5 separate regions of the Mus musculus genome follow, and all the other regions are linked to region 1. A link is a contact called in public HiChIP or PLAC-seq and promoter capture Hi-C data. All regions are on one chromosome and are shown on one strand. Each heading gives the region's core, a stretch centred on a gene start, on an enhancer-like site or on the middle of the called end of the contact. The rest is flanking DNA. Distances are from core to core; before and after follow the strand shown.

Region 1 (3,729 bases), core at 1,081-3,580:
CAACTTATCAAGAGCTTGTCACAAAATAAGACAGGGATGACTGCCGGGCGTGGTGGCGCACGCCTTTAATCCCAGCACTTGGGAGGCAGAGGCAGGCGGATTTCTGAGTTCAAGGCCAGCCTGGTCTACAGAGTGAGTTCCAGGACAGCCAGGGCTATACAGAGAAACCCTGTCTCAGAAAACCAAAAAAACAAACAAACAAAAAAAGAAAAAAAAAAAAGAAAAGAAAGGGATGACTACATAGCTAAATAATAGAACTCCTGTCATACACACACACACACACACACACACACACACACGGCCTAGGATTGAACCCCAACACCATTGAAAAAATAAAGAGAGAGTCATGTTTTCTAATAATTCTGACCTCATGAAGAGCTTTTCCCACTCTGTAGTTTGAGCCCCAACAGCCAAACTCACTTCGCTGTCTATTTATATCAATACCTTCTGGCAGCTAAACTCCCACCCACTCCTGAACTCAGAAGGAAATGGACCAAAGTGAGCACCGTACAGGACTGAGGCTAGCCCAAATGGTGCTTTCTTTTCTTCATGACAAGCCTTTCCATCTCTCAGAAAATGGTCACTTGTGTCACCAGTGATGCCCACGTGGTGCTGGCCTCCACTGTTTTTCAGGAGGCTCCCCGAACCCAATGGAGAGCCCTCCTCTGTGCCCAATTTTCTATTTCAGTTATTTGTGGGTCCACTCTCTGGCTCCCCAGAAAGCTTCCCTTCTCAAGGCAGGGCCACCTTGCCAAGGGCTCCTTTCTCAACCACTGGAGCTGGGGGATGGGGTCTCCTGTGCTCCCCTCCCCCGCCCCAGGCAGGCCTGGAACTCATTATGCAGCAGAGCCTCGCTGTGTAACCAGACTATACAGATCAGGATGGCCTCCAATTCATACAGACCTGCCCATTTGGGTATTAAAGGCATTTATCACCACACACAGTTTGACTTGGTGTTTTAAAATGATCCCACTGTTTGGCCTTGGCTGACCTGGAACTTGCTATGTAGACCAGGCTGGCCTTGACTCAAAGAGACTAATTTGCCTCTGCCTCTAGAGTGCAAGAAATAAACCTATTCTATTTTTAAATTAAATTTATTTTAAACCAGACATTAATTTAATGAATTTAATTTAATCCAGATAGTTGCCTTTAATCCCAGCATTTGGGAGGGAGAGGCAGACAGACCTCTTGTGAGTTTGAGGCCACCCTGGTCTTTAGCATGTTTTAGACCATCCAGGGCTACACTGTGAGACTCTGTCTCAACAAATGAATTAATTAAAATAAGTTTGTTTACTATTGTGAGGCTGTGCGATTCTCTCCTTCCTCCGTGGGCCCTGGAGATCTGACTTCCATTAGGGTTACACCTTTCCTTGCTAAGTGAGCTAGCACTCTCCATTCTTGCTTTTGCTTTGTGATAGGGGCTCACGTGACCCAGGTTAGCCTCAAACTCACTGTCTAGTTAAGGATGACATTGAACTGCCGATCGTCCTGTCTCTACCTCCCTGAAGCTGAGATTACAACACATTCCACCATCTCTGTTTTTCGCGGCCGCGGCGTGCCCAATTGCAGTACAGCAGTTTGGATGGCTTTTTTGTGAAGCTCTGGCAGGGAGAGAAAAGGGGCATGCCCTTTGGGTAACCGTATGAGGGGGACAGTTCAAGTTTCTGCTTTGATCCTGTGTAGACAAGTTTTCCATCCTGAAATGCAAGGGTACTTGTTTGCGACAAGGTGGCCTCCCATTTTTATTTGGCCAAGGATAACCTGGGACTCCAGATTCTCCCTCCGTCTCCCACGTGCTGTGATTACAGGCCAGAGCCACCAGGCGCTAGTGTTTGAACTTCCTGTGTTCAATCTAGTTCTCTACCAACTGAACTACGACGCCACCCTTGTAGAGTAGATACTCCCAGATCAATGGCAGAAGACTTAAAGCTCCAGGCTCGCTAGGAAATTCAGGGGTGCCTGGACTTGTCCCGTTTATACGAATTTGACAGCCGTTGTTAAAGCAGGCGCAGGCTCCAAATCTGGGTGAATTCATAGTCAACTACTTAGGCTGTCTAGGCTCCACCCTTAAGTGATAGTTGTCCCTGCGCAAATTGCGATTAGGTGACACTTGTATAAGTTGGGTCGGGCTTGCTCTGTCCAGGATAGTGACACTCAGCAGCAGGAGCTCAGAGCTCCAGTCTGCGCAATAACATTGGCCTGCACGTGGCCCGCCTGGAACTGAAAGGGAGCCCGCAGGGAGGTGGACTACACATCCCAACATTCCTAGGGCAGGGGTGGGGCGACACCGGAGGCTGACCCGGCCACCCACCCGGACCAGGCGTGCGCAGTGGTTCCTGGGAGTGGTGGGGCGGGTCCTCCGGGCTGTCAGCTGTGGCCCTAGGCGCCTAGGCAGGGTGGCGGTGGCCATTGGCGGACAGGAGGGCGGGGCGGGGTCGCCCGGAGCGCCTATACTAGGCCGTTCCTGTGGAGGTGAGCAGCCGGCCTGGGAGGCACAGTGTGTGTTGCAGCGATCCGACTTGCAGCAGCGATCCGACTTGCAGCAGCGATCCGGCTTGGCCCTGAGAGGAAGGCTGTGCAGCAGCGATCCGGCTTGGCCATGGCAGCGGCGCCTCTGAAAGTGTGCATCGTGGGCTCGGGGAACTGGTGAGCAGAGGCGGGTGGGCGGCGCGGTCTCCGCCTCCAGGAAGCCCCGGTTCCGGGCCGGCCAGGGTTGCTCTCCCGCTGCTTCAGCGTGGACACCAGGGCATCGCGGGTAGGCAGAGAGGCGGGCCTGCGACCGCCTGTCCCGGTTGGACACTGCACGGACAGAGGCCACGCCGAGGAACCAGAGCGCGAGGTGCGGGGCCAAGGTGGCCCGGGTGGTAGCGCGCACCGCGCCCGCGGGCACCTGTTTGCGCACTGGTAACCCTGCGGTTAGGGCCACCTGCTCGCCACGCCCGGGTACTTGGCAAAACAACCCAAGGGCGTTCTCTATTCTCCCCTGCCGATCACCCCCGTGGAGGAATTTGCAGAGGCTCAGTTGTCCTTACTGCAGTTTTGGGATTGGGGAAACGGAGGCACAGAGCGTGAGAAGGGTCCTTGCTACCTGGGACAGTGCTGGCTTCAAGAGACAGTTCTCATTTCCTCTGGCGAGTGGTTCCCAATCATGTTAACGTGGTATCCGAGAAGAGAAAACAAGCCCCCAACCGGGACGTGAGGGTCCCAGGGAAAGGTGTTTGCAGAGCTTCGCGTCACCACTGGGCTGTATTTTCTGACTTAACTTGTAAAGTGCTTGGTGCTTAGAGGGCTTTGAAGCTCCTCCAGTAGTTTGCATACCTTGGTGGCCCTTAACGCAGGAGAAGTTGGGGGTCTCCGTGAGAAGGAGGCAGAGTATGGTGCGTTCCAGACTTTTCCCGCGGCCCAGGGGTGGAACAGTTGAAGGCCATTCTCGTGGCTTCTGTCCCCTTCTGTTTTCCTGTGGTCTGACGCACACCACAGTTCAGGCTGCTAGAAGCGGTACTGTTCTGGAGTCGTCGGAGCCACCTGACTGGTCTTTGAAAACTTGGCTCTGAAAGGACTTTTGGAGGAAACCTTAGCTGGCTGGACCGGTGGCCTCTCCCCGGCCTCCTATTGCTGGCCTCTACCCTTGCGTTGGCCTCAGTCCTTTACCTGGTGCCTGGCATATACTAAATAAAAAAATTTTTTTTCTTTGAGGCAGGTTTTACTTTAGCTCTGGCCTGATAGTTG
Region 2 (3,345 bases), core at 776-3,275, 1.2 Mb before region 1:
GAGTGACCCTGCCTGTGGATGAGTGACCTGCAAGACAAATGCTCAAGGGATGGCAGTAGCCTGAGAGAAGACCACCCCAGAAGGAAGATGGGGAATCCGACTTTGAACTCAGCCTGTCTCCCTCACTAACACGGTATAAGTGCACGACTGCATGTGCGCTGAGCAGCGCGCACCCTCCTACTGTCTATCCATGCATTCTCTCACCAGATGCACGAGACAAGAACTCTTTGGATAAAAGATGACCTTTTCCTAGAAGGTGCATCCAGAAGCAGTGTTTGGTGCTGAATCAAAAACTCAGAAATCCAATTTTAACAAATTTACCCTCAGCATATGTGCATGAGCTCACACTCAGATGTGCACATACATATACACACACCCCCACACATACATACAGAGCTGGCACAGATGCATCTGAACCCCCAGTACTGGTGAAGCAGAGACAGGAGGATGTCTGGGTTGGTGACTAGCTGGTCTAGCTCATCTTCCATCTCCAGGATCAGTGGGAAGCTCATTTGAGGCAGGGAACTAGAGAGGCCGCTCTGAGATGCAGAACATGTGCAGTTTCTACAGAGACCCAGAGTCAGTTCCCGGCACTCACATAGTCACCTCCTGGATGCGTGGCTTGTGCCGCCTTGGGTGACCCGAGTTCCAGAAGGTTCTATGTCCTTTTATAGCTTCTGCAACAGGCATGCACATGATGCACATACAGACATGAAAGCAAGGTACTCACACATACAGTAAAATGAACCCTTAAAAACAAATCAGGCAGCTAGGCAGTGGTGGCACACGCCTTTAATCCCAGCACTTGGAAGGCAGAGGCAGGCAGGCAGATTTCTGAGTTCGAGGCCAGCCTAGTCTACAGAGTGAGTTCCAGGACAGCCAGGTCTATACAGAGAAACCCTGTCTCAAAAACCAAAAAAACAAAAAAACAAAAACAAAAAAACAGGCCGTGCTGCACACAGACAGGCGCACGCGCGCACGCACACACACACACTGTAGAGATTGTCTCTGGAAAACATGGTCACCCCAGAAAGAATGGAAATTTTGATGGGTCTTCCTACTGATAGCCTTTCTACCTCCAGCCAAGTATTTTCTCTCCTTACTCGAATTATCTTATCGAAGAGCGATCATTGAAAAGCAGACTCCACCACCAAAGACACTTTTTTTTGTTGTTTTTTGGGTTTTTGTTTGTTTGTTTGTTTGTTTTCCCAGACAGTATAGCTTTGGCTGCCCTGGAACTCACTCTGTATAATAGGCTGGCCCTGAACTCACAGAGACCCGCCCACGTGTGCCATCATCGTCTGGCCCCAAACATACTTTAATTTCTTTAGTTTCTTAGAGGCAACACCCTGAAAATATCAGCCCTACCTTGATCACAGAGCTTCACCCAGCAAACCACGCCCAGGAAACGGTCCTTCCAATGGGAGGCTCTACCCAGGTGCTCATTAGACATGCAGACACTCTGGGTTCAGACCTACTGAACCAGAACCTGCAGGTTAGCTAAATTCACAACCCAACGTGATTAATACGCACATTAAACTCTGAGACAAACTCCTGGATTTTGTTCCACAGTAAAAAACAGTCCTTTACAACGTGATCACACATGCATGTACATAAAACTGAAACTAAGCTCTAGTGAAGAAGTGCTTACCTTTATTTTATTAGGGGAAGCAACGTGTTCGGGACTCTGAAGCTACATTTCAGAGCTCTCTCCTGGGTCTCAATGGAATTATGAAGCCCCTGGGAGTAATGCCTAGAAGGTGTGGGGGTGCCTGGAGGTGTATCAAGGAAAGTGGTTTACACCACTTTCGAGCTTGTTTTGCGAAAAGTGCGCTTAGTCACTTCTGAGTTTGAACTTGGAGCCCAGACTTGGCGGGGTGGGGGTTGCGTGGGAGCGCTGGGAGTGGGCAGCTAAAAGTTTGTAGAGTCCAGGCAAGGTCCAATCCAGCGGCCTTGATTGGCGGCCGGAGGAAGGCGAGGGCTGGAAGCTGGAGGAGAGGGCCGGAGCTGGAAGGCTCTCCGGCGGCGAGAGGTCCTGCCCAGCTGTTGGCGAGGAGTTTCCTGTTTCCCTCTCGGCGCCCGGGTAAAGTTGATGAGTGAGTCACTCGCGCGCACCGACCGACGACACCCCCCGCGCGCGCACACGCTCGCCTGGGGGACGGAGCCCCAGCCTCCTGCTCAGCTCTCCTCGGCCGCCGGGGGCCTCCTCCGGGCCTCCGAGCTCCGGGGATCGCCGGCCACATCTGGCCCGCATCCTGAGAGGGCGAGGAGTAAAGGCGCAGCCCGGGGTCCCCGAGGCTCGGTTCGTGGCGCACCAGGGGCCGGTCTATGACGAGCGACGGGGGCTGCCATGGGTCGGGGGCTGCTCCGGGGCCTGTGGCCGCTGCATATCGTCCTGTGGACGCGCATCGCCAGCACGATCCCGCCGCACGTTCCCAAGTCGGGTGAGTGAGTGGCCAGGGCGCGACCCTGGGGGTTCACTGGGGCTCCCCGCTCCTCCTCCAGCCCCCAGGGCAGCGATTGACAGTCGGCCGCGGGACCCGGTGCGAGAGCGGAAACGGGAAGTTTGTAGCGGCCCGAGTCGGTTCAGGCCCGCGGGGATCCGGGCAAGATCTCTCGCAAAAGAGCAGGACAGTCCACTTGCAGGGGACTTGGGGACGCTCCTGACCCCCTTTGTGCGCGCACGAAAGGCCAGGTCGGCCGCGAGGGGCCTGGAGCCCCGGAAAGGGAAGTTTAAGAAGTTGGAACTTGGAGGAGCATCGGCAGGGGACTGGACGCCCAGCTGCTGCACACCTGGGCCGCTTACTGCCCTAGACACCGCGACTGAGCCAGACTCTCAGTCCTCAGCTTTGCCATCTCGGGAGGGATTCTGGGCCGTGACTCACTGGATACAAGTTAGAGAAGAGAACTGATCTCTATCCTCGCTGATTCCTGGCCTGCCGGGATGAGGACCCAGTGAGGGTGGTCAGGTTGATGGCTGAGAAAAATCTAGTGCATGCCTACTAAGTGATGGACTATAGGGATGCTGCCTGGAATGAAAGATCTCAGCAGCTACTATTCAATGGAAACACCTAACCCAGGTTGTCCTCCAGGTCCCATCGCAGGGGTTAGTTAAGGGAGAAAAGCAGGCTCTAGGGCTCCTTCCTAAGGGTTTGCTTGGAAAGTTTAAAATCTGGCATTTTAACTCTAAAGTTAGAGTTAGGGCCACGATCTGGGCAAGTCACATGACTCTGGGCCTCAGTTTTCCCTACTGTACAATGCAGTGGTTCAGTTTGTGAAAGTTTACACTCTTTTCATCACTGGCTTTCCATGACCTTCCCTAGTAACTAAGAGGATGGCCAGGGT
Region 3 (3,412 bases), core at 728-3,227, 1.4 Mb before region 1:
AGGAAATATGCCCCACCTCTTTTCTGGCACAAGTGGGAAGTCCTGCACTCTGCTGAGATGGATGTCCTTGCCTAGTCATCATTTAGCCAAGCAAGAGGAAAAGTACCAGATCTCATCTGATGGGCCTGGGAAGGATGGATGTGTACAGCAACTGCCTTTAGATGGTCCAAAGGCTCAAGTCTGAACATCAGGAGGGAGAACAAGAATTTTTCTCAAAGCAAACTCAACCACACTGGACCACCAGGAAGTGTCAAGTAGGGCCCAGAGGCAGCACCACCATGAAGAAAAAGGAGGTCTCTTTATGGTGTTGGAGAATAAACCTGTACAAGAGGTGTAAAGCCATTTTTTGACACAGATATTTCTACCCATCAGAGATCCCGTCGCCTTCAGAGATACCATTCTAGGTCTGTGGTCTTCAGCATCCTGTAGTCTTTCTGAAAACAGCTTTACAGCTCATCTTTTCTCAGAAGGGAATGCAGGAAGGTTACAGAAATTTGTACTCTCAAGCAGAATCAAGCTGCAGGCCAGAGCATGGTACAGTACCGCTCCCGCAGCAGTAAGCAAGCTTTCCCACAGTCTGCAACTGACCCAAGACTCATTCATTAAAACAATACAGATTTGTCATGTTGGACCCTGAAGAATCCATTAAGCAAGCAGAGTTCCACTTGTTCCACTGTTGGGAGGAAAGTGGCTCATGCAAGACCTTCGGGAGGTTTTTGTTTTTTGTTTTTTGTTGTTTTTGTTTTTTTTTTTTCCCAGAGAGGCCTCATTCCGAACCTACAACAATGCCACTATGTGTAATAAATAATAATCTTATTTATTAACCTATGAAATACTTATCCTGAGCCAGCAAAACGACTCAGTGGGTAAAGGGTCCTTTCTGCCAGGCCTGACCACCAAGGTTCGATTCCCAGTGTTTCTACAGTGTGTTAGCCAAAGGAGGGCACACTATCCCTTTAGAAAATCTCTCTAGGGTGTCAACCCAAGATCTAAGGAGCAGAGGGTCTCCTCTGTCACCCACTCACAAGGACAATTCATTAGTTACTTTTTTTTCTTTCTCATCGTTATGATAAAAATTCCCCGAGGAAAAGGAGTTTATTCTGACACGGTCGGAAGACACAGGCTGTCCCGCGTAGAGAACGTGTGGCGGTCATTGACTTGAAGTAGCTGCTCACAAGGCATCCACAGTCGGGGAGCTGGAAGAAGCGGCTGCTGGAGCTCAGCTTGTTTTCTTCTCTATTTCCATTTGGAACCCCAGCCCATGGACGGTGTACCCTACAATCACGATAGGTCTGTGTTCAGTTAAACATCTCTAGTAATGGATGCTCTCATAACCATGCACAGAAAATGCTCTTATAACCACGCGCAGAGGTACGCCTCGTAGAAACTAAATCCAGCCAAGTTGGTAGCATACCTTAGCCATCAAAAGAATGTAGCGCTGGCCCCATCTCTACTTCTGATTAGAGAAGGGCAGTTTCCTAATGGGGATTTGAATGAGAAACTTCAATGCAAGTTAGGACAATGGCTTTTGCCTTCTTATTCTCTAAATGCCTTCCTTCTTAATATTCTTCCCTTTGAAGAAGGCAAACATCTGCCTTATGTTTCACTTATAATTTCAAATTCAAACAAAGAGCCCTGGGCCCATCTGTCGAGGCTGCTTCAGACATCTGGGGCACCATTAAGCAGCAGGGCCAGCTTGGCCAGGGTCCAGTTTCTTCCCCACTCTCTACCGACTCCACACTTTCCCAGGGATCATCAGGCATCCAGCGAACGAAGAGGAGTTCAGTGCCTCTGCCCTTGTGAAATGTTTGCTTTTGTTTCCATAAATGGGAGAGAAAGGCAGAAACACTTTTGGAAAGCATCCTGTGTTTATAAACTGCTTGGGTTAAAAATCTCAAATAAGGTAACTTGGTGATAGCTCCATGGGTCACTCGGGGCTGTTTTTGCCCTGCTCCATGGGTCACTCGGGGCTGTTTTTGCCCTGCTCCATAGGTCACGTGGGGCTCTTTCTACCCTGGTAAAACCACTCCGAGAACACTGGGAACTTCTGAGCAAGGTTCCTTTCCCTGGACTTTGTAATTTCCGTACACCTCTGAGCCCAAGGAAGGCACTCCATTTGGAAATAACTGTTCATTTCGTTCACTTCTTCTTTTTCAAAAATAAGAAGGAACTAGAAGTTGAGACCCACACAAAATATCTGACTCTCAACCTACAGTGGAAATGATGGCTCCCAGGAATCCCTGACTGAGTGTATTCAGCTGTGGCTTCTCCAGCCAACTGTGTGTTGGTTTCCCTGGGAGGCCGGGCAGGCATAATAAGCAAAGACAGCCCTGTACACCAGGTTGTGTGCTTGCCTGTGTTCCTGGTCCTTTTCCTCCTGAGCTTCAAAAGCACATATGTAGCTCCTTCTCCTAGTAAAGGCAGAGCCGAGACAAAGGAGACAGCTGTTAAGATAGTTGGATAAACATAAAGAAAAGATTGTTTGAAAAATGTTCTTTTCATGAAAGAGTCTCAACTTGGTTATATGCGGAGGGTGACCTTGAACTTTCAACCCTCCTGCCCTCACTTCTTGAGCACTAGACTTACAGGACTGAACCACCATAATTAATTTTAGACAGTGTTGGGGTTCATATTTCCAGATCTTGTGCATACTGGTTGAGCTGGCTGGAGTTTGGACAACTTGACACAGGCTAAACCTGTCTGAGAAGAGGAGACCTCAGCCGATGAGAGCACCACCATCAGACTGGCCTCTGGGCAGTCCCTGAGAGGTTTACTTGATTGATTGGCAGCAGCACCTCTGGGCAGGTGGCCTGGATGGTATAAGAACGCAAGCTGGGCAAATCATGGACAGCAAGCTCAGCTTGCAAAGACCATGAAGGGACGCTGCTTCCTGCCTCCAGCTTCCCCCTTGAATTACCGTCCTCCCGGTCCCTGCGATAGACTCTTAAGTTTTACGATGAAATAAACACATTCCACACCCAAATTGCTTCTCCTCATTGTCTTTATCAAAACAACAATAGGTAGACTAGAATACTCGTTAAGCATGCTACTAACTGGGCAACATCCCTTGCCCCTGGAGATGTCGTCCATGTAAATGGCTTTTAATATGATGAAGAAAATTCCACTACTATAAACCAAGGGTCAGCAAGCTAGAGCCCAGGGATCCAGTCCAGCGTGGCCCCCTGTATCCTGCATATCATGTTGTACTGGAATACATGCATGTATGTATGAAGCCTATAATTACTTACTCGCTGAGGCAGGCACTGAATGATCTTGAGGGGGACTGTGTGAGCCACAAAGCAAAAAATGTTTGCCACTTACAGGGAAAAGAAATGACAAGCAGCTGCAGAATCCCCACAAGATGTATCTTAGCTCGGGGGGACTGGGTCTTTTGCTGCACCCCACAGGAGAG
Region 4 (3,312 bases), core at 795-3,294, 1.2 Mb before region 1:
GTGTGCGTTTTCTTGCCTCTGACTAGCATGCCAGTGATTGCCCTGGGTACCCTTTGACAGCCCCATACATAGCTTTGCATTGGTGTGTTGAGCCTGCATCTTGGCTGGTAGTAAGTTGCTGCTTTGCATAAAGGCGGATTTATAGGAAAATCCCAGATGGCATTAAGAACACAGAAGGATGTGGAAGAGTGAGTGGTATATAGATAGACCAGGGAAGGCTCTGTCTGTGTGAGCGTTGGCAGTATAAACAGAGCACACACTCGATGAGCATTCACCCATCAGGCCAGGGAGGGCAGGAAGGCACGCACTCCCAGGGGGAAGGACTGGATTGTCAGAACACAGGCTCCTGAGATACAGTCTGGGGCAAAGCCAAGTTATCCAGGACCTAAAATTTTGTGCAACCAAAGTGCCTGCTTTTCTGTATTTCTTCTTGTCTCCTGATGAAAACTGGCCAGCGCGATGGGACTACATCGGGAGGCGACATACATGAGGAAATGCCCGGTAGTCCATGTACATGTCTTTCTATCTCTGTGCCCATAGCCATCCCGTTTTGCTCTAGGAGAGCCAGAATGTTCTTTTTTCTCCACTTAATTTACCCAGCACTCCCCTGACAAGGTCTGAAGAAATGCTTGCTGTGAGAACAATGGGAAGAGGCACTCTTCTTCCGGGTGAGGGTAGCATTTCTTCACTTGTGAGATGTGTGCGTGTGCCTGAGATGGTTTCACAATTTGCCAGCCATCTAGAACATTTTTGTTTGTTTGTTTGTTTGTTTTAGCAGATATGCGCTTATCTCAAAAGATATTAGAAAGAGAGTAGAACTTGAAGCCTGGACTTTCACAAGTGTTGTTTCTTGAATGGCTGATGAGTAAAACACTGATTTTTGTAAGTCATTGGGAGATGAACACACTTATTTATAACGATCACAGGAGATGAGTTCACCGGGCTGCCAATTCTTGTCTAAAAATAGACACAGCCGCTGGGCGGTGGTGGCACACGCCTTTAATCCCAGCACTTGGGAGGCAGAGGCAGGCAGATTTCTGAGTTCCAGGCTAGCCTGGTCTACAGAGTGAGTTCCAGGACAGCCAGGGCTACACAGAGAAATCCTGTCTCGAAAACCAAAAAAAAAAAAAAAAAAAAAAAAAAAGACAGCTTATTAAACGCAGGAATGGAAGTGGCCTAACAAGCCCTGAGAAAAGAGCTCCAAAAAAAAATCTGACCACTTGGTGCACAGCCCTTTAGAGGGGTTTCATAGTCCTTACCTCTCCTGCTTGTATTTCCGGGGCTCCTCGCCATCCCCCATCCTACTCCCTGCACATGTGTGCATGGGCATGCTCTGTTCTGTGGATGATACTCAGGTAAGGATGGGCTGCCAGTTTTCCTTTGCAAGCTGGCTGGTACGTGCGTGCGTGCGTGCGTGCGCGCACGCGCTAGGGAAGCAACACAAAGCCCTGGAGAGCTCAATGGTCTGACTCAATGGTTATGCTACATTTCTGGTTGCTCGCTCTGACAAGCGGGAGGGGGGGGGGGCAGAGAAGTTTCTTTGCGTTTACAGTTGAAGGTGACGCAATCCATTGTGGTTCAGAAGACTTGGCAGCACGAACCGGAGGCCGCTGGTCACACAGTGTCTATGAGAGCTAAGTTATGTTTTAAGATTTAATTACTGTGCATACGAGATCCACAAAACAGAATATGTCTCCAACCTTGCCCAAGGACAGATACTTCCTGAAATATAGCAGGCAGCTATTGTTTTGCTCCTCTAAACAACTTTTTTGCCCAGGTACACAGGTTGTGGTCGATGACATGTAGGTGGGAGGTATGTGGGTAGGAAATACGTCAGGAAGTACATTTGACTCTCATTGGATGTAGGCAGGCGGTACACAGCCAGGAATTACATCAGGACATATGTTCGCCAATGATTGGACCTGGTGGGGTACATAACAGCCTTACAGATTTGCCTTTATTAACTACTGTAGAATGTGACCTGTCCCCATTTTCTGGGAACCCCAGAGTGGAATTAGCCAGAGTTCATCACCCTGGCCAATGTTTAATTAAAGCTTGCTTCAGATTTGGCTCAAAATTGTATTACTGGACTTATTATCATCTGGTAGGATTAACACTGTCCACAATCAGGAAGCAAACTTCAGAGGCGGAACCTTGGTACAGAACCGGAAGTGAACCCTCGATGGCCCACTTCCTCCTTGAGGTTCCACTCACTTCAATTCCCACGGGTTTCCAAATTAGCTCCACCAGCCTGGGCTCAAGTGCAAGCCGTTGGGGCCATTCACACTCAAACCAGACCACTAGCTCAAACTCCAGAGTAGAGAAGATGCCCTTAGCACTGGAGAGCTGGAGAGAGCAGCTGACCAGAGCACAAAAAGCAAAAGTCTTATTGTACAAGACCAAATGTACAAGGTCTATGGGCTCAGTCCCAAGAGCCTTGGCCAAAACAGAAGCCAAGGTCTTCTGACCCACCTCTAGGCTCTGTTCCACCCCGGTCATTTGAGTTCTGGCTACTGTAAGGTCAGGAGTATTAGCAGTGGGCTTTCCGAGGGCCCTCGGGAAGGACCCTGTGCCTCCTGCAACTCACTGACTTTTAGATGCAAGGCCTGTTCTGCTCCAAGGACTTCCTGTTTTGGGGTGACCTTTTATTTTTTTGTCTTAAATTCAGTGTGCAAATGACATGCTAATGGCCCTGTCTTGAAGGCACTTGCTTCCCTAGGTGACAGACAGGGAACTTTTCATCTAAACCAGCCTGTCTATCCCTTTTTCAGGAAAGCTACCCCGGTTGGCATCTGCACATCTCCTTCATTTTCCCCTGAAGTAACTGCCTAATCACTGCTTATCACGCTTCTAATTAGTTTCCTTTTTTTTTTTTTCACTTGAATAATTATGGCTTCATACTTTATGGGTTGGGGGCCATGCCTTTCAGGCCTGCTTTGCAAAGACTGCTGATCAAGACAAGATTGGGAACTTGCACACATTTCAAGGCCTGCCAATCAGTTGCGCATGGCATAATCTATTCTGGTATATCTCCTGATACTCGCGGCACTTAAAAATAGCTTGTTAATCATCTTCCTACTCTAATTAAGCAGGCATCTCGCTTTTATTTTATTATATTTTTTTGAGAATTTCTCACATGATCACTCTTTACATCATTTCCACCCCTCGCTCTCTCCCACCCTGATCTTCCTTCCTCTCTCCCCTCCCAGTCCTATGTTTTCCAAAGGATCATTTCAACATAGTCCAAATGCTGAAGAGATGTGTCTGCTGTGGCATATTCTGGTCTTCCACAGTGATTTTTTTTTTTAGGGC
Region 5 (3,563 bases), core at 943-3,442, 1.2 Mb before region 1:
TTTTGACAGAATAGTGAACTGTGCTATTCAGATGAAGACAATATGGGTTGGGCTCTGATGGACACAATGTAGGCGGGGCTCTGGTCTTGGCTATTCTGCTTCTCTTAGGAGCTTTTCCTGTTTCCTTCCAGTCTTCTTGCCTTTTGTAACTGACTTGTCCCAGAGCCAATCCTATGAATAGTGGACAACCCTAAAGCACCAGAATGGCCTTCAGGAGAGCGACAAGGCCTGCTCGGGATTGTCACCCAAGGACCCAGCTAGACAAGATGCCCCAGAAGAACTTGCCTTTGCCTTTGGGTGAAGTTGCTGGATCTGCCCACTGCCCAGACTTGCCATAAGCATAAGGATACCCAGCACATGAGCACCGTCCAAGGAATAGAAGCTTCCTGCAGCAGAGAGGCGGGAGGTGGGATGGGGAACACATCCCGAGGGCCTGGGGAGGTGTCCTGTGCATGTGTCCTCTCTGAACCCCATCTGGGTCTGGCTGCTTTTCCTGGGTGCAGTAGCTCAGTAGCTTGGGCAGTCCAGCTTTGGACCACTCTGCGGTCCTGTTCGTGTGGGCCTTGTACTTGGTGCTGTGACAGGGCAGTGAATCTGTCAGAGGAGCTACATAGATAAGGTAGACTCTCCAGAGCGAATACAGGCTTACACCTGACGTGAGAGTGTTTGTGCCCCACACCTTGGCTGGCTCACTGCAGGATCTGACCTGCTCCTCTTTTCTTTCTTCATCTCTCCCTCTTTCATCTTGTTTATTTTCTCTGTCTCTGTCTCTCCCCTCCAGCTCCCCTTCTTCCATTTCCTTCCCTCTGTACCCCTCTTTTTCTCTTTCTCTTTCCTTTTTTTTGTGTTTGTTTGTTTGTTTGGTTGGTTGGTTGGTTGGGTTTTTGTTTTTCGAGACAGGGTTTCTCTGTGTAGCCCTGGCTGTCTTGGAACTCACTCTGTAGACCAGGCTGGCCTGGAACTCAGAAATCTACCTGCCTCTGCCTCCCAAGTGCTGGGATTAAAGGCATGCACCACCACTGCCCGGCTTCTCTTTCCTTTCAAAAAAACATTTTTGAACTGGGGTCTTACAATGTAGCTCAGGCTGTCTTCAATCCTCCTGCCTCAGCCTATCGGGTTTTGGGATTGCAAGTGAGGTTCATACCATGCCAGGCTTGAATGATCTTCGTCAGAGCAAGCCAGGGAGGCCAGAGCCCACTGTTGTCTGTGTTTGTCTCTGTCATCGTGCGGTTCAGGGGCTCTGTCTTTAAGTCTTCAGTCTCGATGACAAGGACAGAAACTGCCACCAGATCTTTTTCTTTTCTCAGCAACAGGGAAGAGGAAGAAGAGCCCCGTGGGCCAGGCATTTCTAGTGACCCTGATCTTTCACTGATTGTTGAGATTGTTGTAGTTACCGAGCAGGAAGCACAAGGCATTGCAAGTAGATTTCAGAGCATGAAATTGGTCGTCCTTGACAGGTTTTAATAAAGTGCTAATGAAGTGCCTTGAATATGGATGTGTGCTTGTGTGTATATGTTGGTAGTGGAGAATGACCCCAGATCACATTCTGGGAGAATGTCACCTGTCTTTTTCTAGACAGTGTTTCTCACAGACCTGGAGATCACCGAGTAGGCTATGCCAACTGCCAGCAAGTCCCAGGCATCCTCCTGTCTCTACCTCCTAGCACTGGGATTACAAGAGTGTGCCACTTCTGACTTTTGACGTGGGCTTTGGGATTGAACTTGGGTCCTCATGCCTTGCAAGGCAAACACTTTGTTGACCAAACACTACTATCTCCACAGCCCATTTAATAAAGTACAGTGACCCCTGTCACCTTCCTTCAGCCTCTGTGATTTCACAGTAAGGTGCTGTCTAGCACCGATGCCCAGGGACCATAAGACATTGCCTCCTGGAGACACTCACTTCACTCTTCCATGGCAAAATACTTTAATGACACAAGGAAGTGGAGTCAAGACTTTTTTTTTTTAACCCTGAAACTTAGTTAGGAAGCATTTTTGCATCTGTTGGATGGCTTGCAGTAATTGTCTTCCATATTGCGTAGGAGTGGGAACTTTTGATTCCCACAGACTTGCTTCTTTGTTCTGGGGGGGAGGCCATGTGACAGGCCAGTGGGCTGGTCCCACCTGGTCTCCTGAGCCGTGGGTGTTAGCTGCCGGCATGGCAAACCACATCGCTGTCTGCCAGATGGTGGCTTGGGTGTCTGACTCTGAAATGCCAGCTGCAATTAAAACCCATTCCGAGATCGAGTCTTTCAGCGTGGGCCCAGATGGCGAGCTGGCCTCTGGGCCTGCGATCACTTAAGAGGCCAAGTCTAAGAGAAAGCAGATGGAAAGAGCTGTAGGAGGAGACATGCTGTGAAGAGCAAGGAAAACAGCCTTCCATTTTGCCAGCTCTAAAACCCACAGAGAAAAGGGGAAATGGCGGGTCTCCCTGCTGCGTGCAGTGACCCTCTACCTCAGATAAGAATAACTTCAGACTTGCTAGGCGGATGGATGGGTTGAGTGTACAGAGCTAGGTGTAAAGTGTGTGTGTGTGTGTGTGTGTGTGTGTGTGTGTGTGTGTGTGTGTAAACCAGAGGGCAACATCAGGTGTCATTCCTCAGGTGACAAATATTTACCTTTAAAAAATGTATATTATTTAGAACAGGGGCCTTCATTAGTTGGAGCTTGCCAAATAAGTCAGCTAGGCTAACTGGCCAGCAGACTCCAAGAATATGCCTGTGTCCAACTTCCAATTGCACTGCCATGCCCAGCTCCCTCCTGCCTGCCTTCCTTCCTCCTTCCTTCCTTCCTTCCTTCCTTCCTTCCTTCCTTCCTTCCTTCCTTCCTTTCTCTTTCTTTCTTTCTTTCTTTCTTTCTTTCTTTCTTTCTTTCTTTCTTTCTTTCTTTCTTTCTCTCTCTCTCTCTCTCTCTCTCTCTCTCTCTCTCTCTCTCTCTCTTTCTTTTGTCTTTCTTTCTTTCTTTTTTGTCATGGGGGCTGAGGATTAAAATCCGTTCTGAGCTATAGTCTCTCTATCCCACATTTAGCTTTTTAATGAAACCTTAGTCCTGGCACTGCCATGAAGCTATTCTGCATATACAATTGGCAGCTGTAGTTAATTGTTTTTGACCAAAGGAGGTTACCATCGATCATGTGACTCTGTTGTACACTACAAAAGTGAGCAGTGGAGTTTCCTGGGGAAGAACTCTGACCAGAAACTTCATCATGAGTTCCTGTCTGGTTTCCATACTTCTAGTCTGCTCTATGAATGTCTAACACACCAGCCCCCACAGCTCTGTGAGCTTGTGCACGAGCTACACCTGCAGATTCAATATTTCCCCTGAGGGATTTGAGTGTGTATTCACACTTGACAAGCTCAGCTTCAAGGCATAGTGAGTTCTGTTCACTACTTGCTGTGGGTTATTCTTCAAGATGCTTTGCCTTCGACTGCAGCAATAGCAATGGCACTCTTAAATATACAGCACCAAGCCAGGCATCACAGTCATGTGTGGAGTCAATGAGTTCTCAGGTTCTCCACAAACCTGGACCGTACTAAAGGGGTGCATGAATTCAGAGGTATATGA

What was found. Promoter capture Hi-C pulls out the DNA fragments that hold promoters and counts their contacts. HiChIP or PLAC-seq counts read pairs in DNA pulled down with a chosen protein or histone mark.
Region 2: a contact with region 1 is called in a promoter capture Hi-C map of pre-B cells, with 6 times the contacts expected there. The contact joins the promoter of Tgfbr2 here to the promoter of Gpd1l in region 1. A contact is called at or near these places in 1 of 39 promoter capture datasets (pre-B cells), 2 of 115 datasets of contacts at active chromatin or transcription factors (large pre-B cells and microglia) and 1 of 9 other capture datasets (macrophages).
Region 3: a promoter capture Hi-C map of cranial neural crest shows a contact between it and region 1. The contact joins the enhancer-like site here to the promoter of Gpd1l in region 1. A contact is called at or near these places in 2 of 39 promoter capture datasets (cranial neural crest and pre-B cells), 1 of 484 Hi-C or Micro-C datasets (B cells) and 2 of 115 datasets of contacts at active chromatin or transcription factors (large pre-B cells and pro-B cells).
Region 4: a contact with region 1 is called in an H3K27ac HiChIP or PLAC-seq map of large pre-B cells, with 3 times the contacts expected there. The contact joins the enhancer-like site here to the promoter of Gpd1l in region 1. A contact is called at or near these places in 2 of 39 promoter capture datasets (hippocampal neurons and pre-B cells), 1 of 15 datasets of contacts at CTCF or cohesin (large pre-B cells) and 2 of 115 datasets of contacts at active chromatin or transcription factors (embryonic forebrain and large pre-B cells).
Region 5: an H3K4me3 HiChIP or PLAC-seq map of pro-B cells shows a contact between it and region 1, with 4 times the contacts expected there. The contact joins the enhancer-like site here to the promoter of Gpd1l in region 1. A contact is called at or near these places in 3 of 39 promoter capture datasets (hippocampal neurons, liver and pre-B cells) and 3 of 115 datasets of contacts at active chromatin or transcription factors (astrocytes, large pre-B cells and pro-B cells).

Annotation. Positions count from the first base shown.
Region 1 is chr9:114,932,588-114,936,316 of GRCm38.p6, reverse strand. It overlaps Gpd1l (glycerol-3-phosphate dehydrogenase 1-like), which reads left to right and starts at 2,330. Exons shown (of 8, transcript NM_175380.5): 1 at 2,330-2,646. The coding sequence starts at 2,600.
Region 2 is chr9:116,174,043-116,177,387 of GRCm38.p6, reverse strand. It overlaps Tgfbr2 (transforming growth factor, beta receptor II), which reads left to right and starts at 2,025. Exons shown (of 8, transcript NM_009371.3): 1 at 2,025-2,444. The coding sequence starts at 2,351. Gm40582 (a long non-coding RNA gene) reads right to left here and starts at 1,744. Exons shown (of 3, transcript XR_871320.3): 1 at 1,652-1,744; 2 at 1,369-1,477; 3 at 1-677.
Region 3 is chr9:116,349,631-116,353,042 of GRCm38.p6, reverse strand. No RefSeq gene overlaps it. Among named protein-coding and RNA genes, the nearest start is that of D730003K21Rik, 24 kb to the right of the region's middle. Within about 2 kb of position 1,977, at least 32 of the 459 cell types and tissues checked have an H3K27ac peak or open chromatin away from gene starts, as enhancers often do.
Region 4 is chr9:116,083,058-116,086,369 of GRCm38.p6, reverse strand. No RefSeq gene overlaps it. Among named protein-coding and RNA genes, the nearest start is that of Gm31014, 30 kb to the right of the region's middle. Within about 2 kb of position 2,044, at least 88 of the 459 cell types and tissues checked have an H3K27ac peak or open chromatin away from gene starts, as enhancers often do. A contact at or near this core is called in pre-B cells, where this site is marked.
Region 5 is chr9:116,137,515-116,141,077 of GRCm38.p6, reverse strand. The region is part of intron 2 of Tgfbr2 (transforming growth factor, beta receptor II); the gene reads left to right. Among named protein-coding and RNA genes, the nearest start is that of Gm31292, 6.1 kb to the left of the region's middle. Within about 2 kb of position 2,192, at least 90 of the 459 cell types and tissues checked have an H3K27ac peak or open chromatin away from gene starts, as enhancers often do. A contact at or near this core is called in liver and pro-B cells, where this site is marked.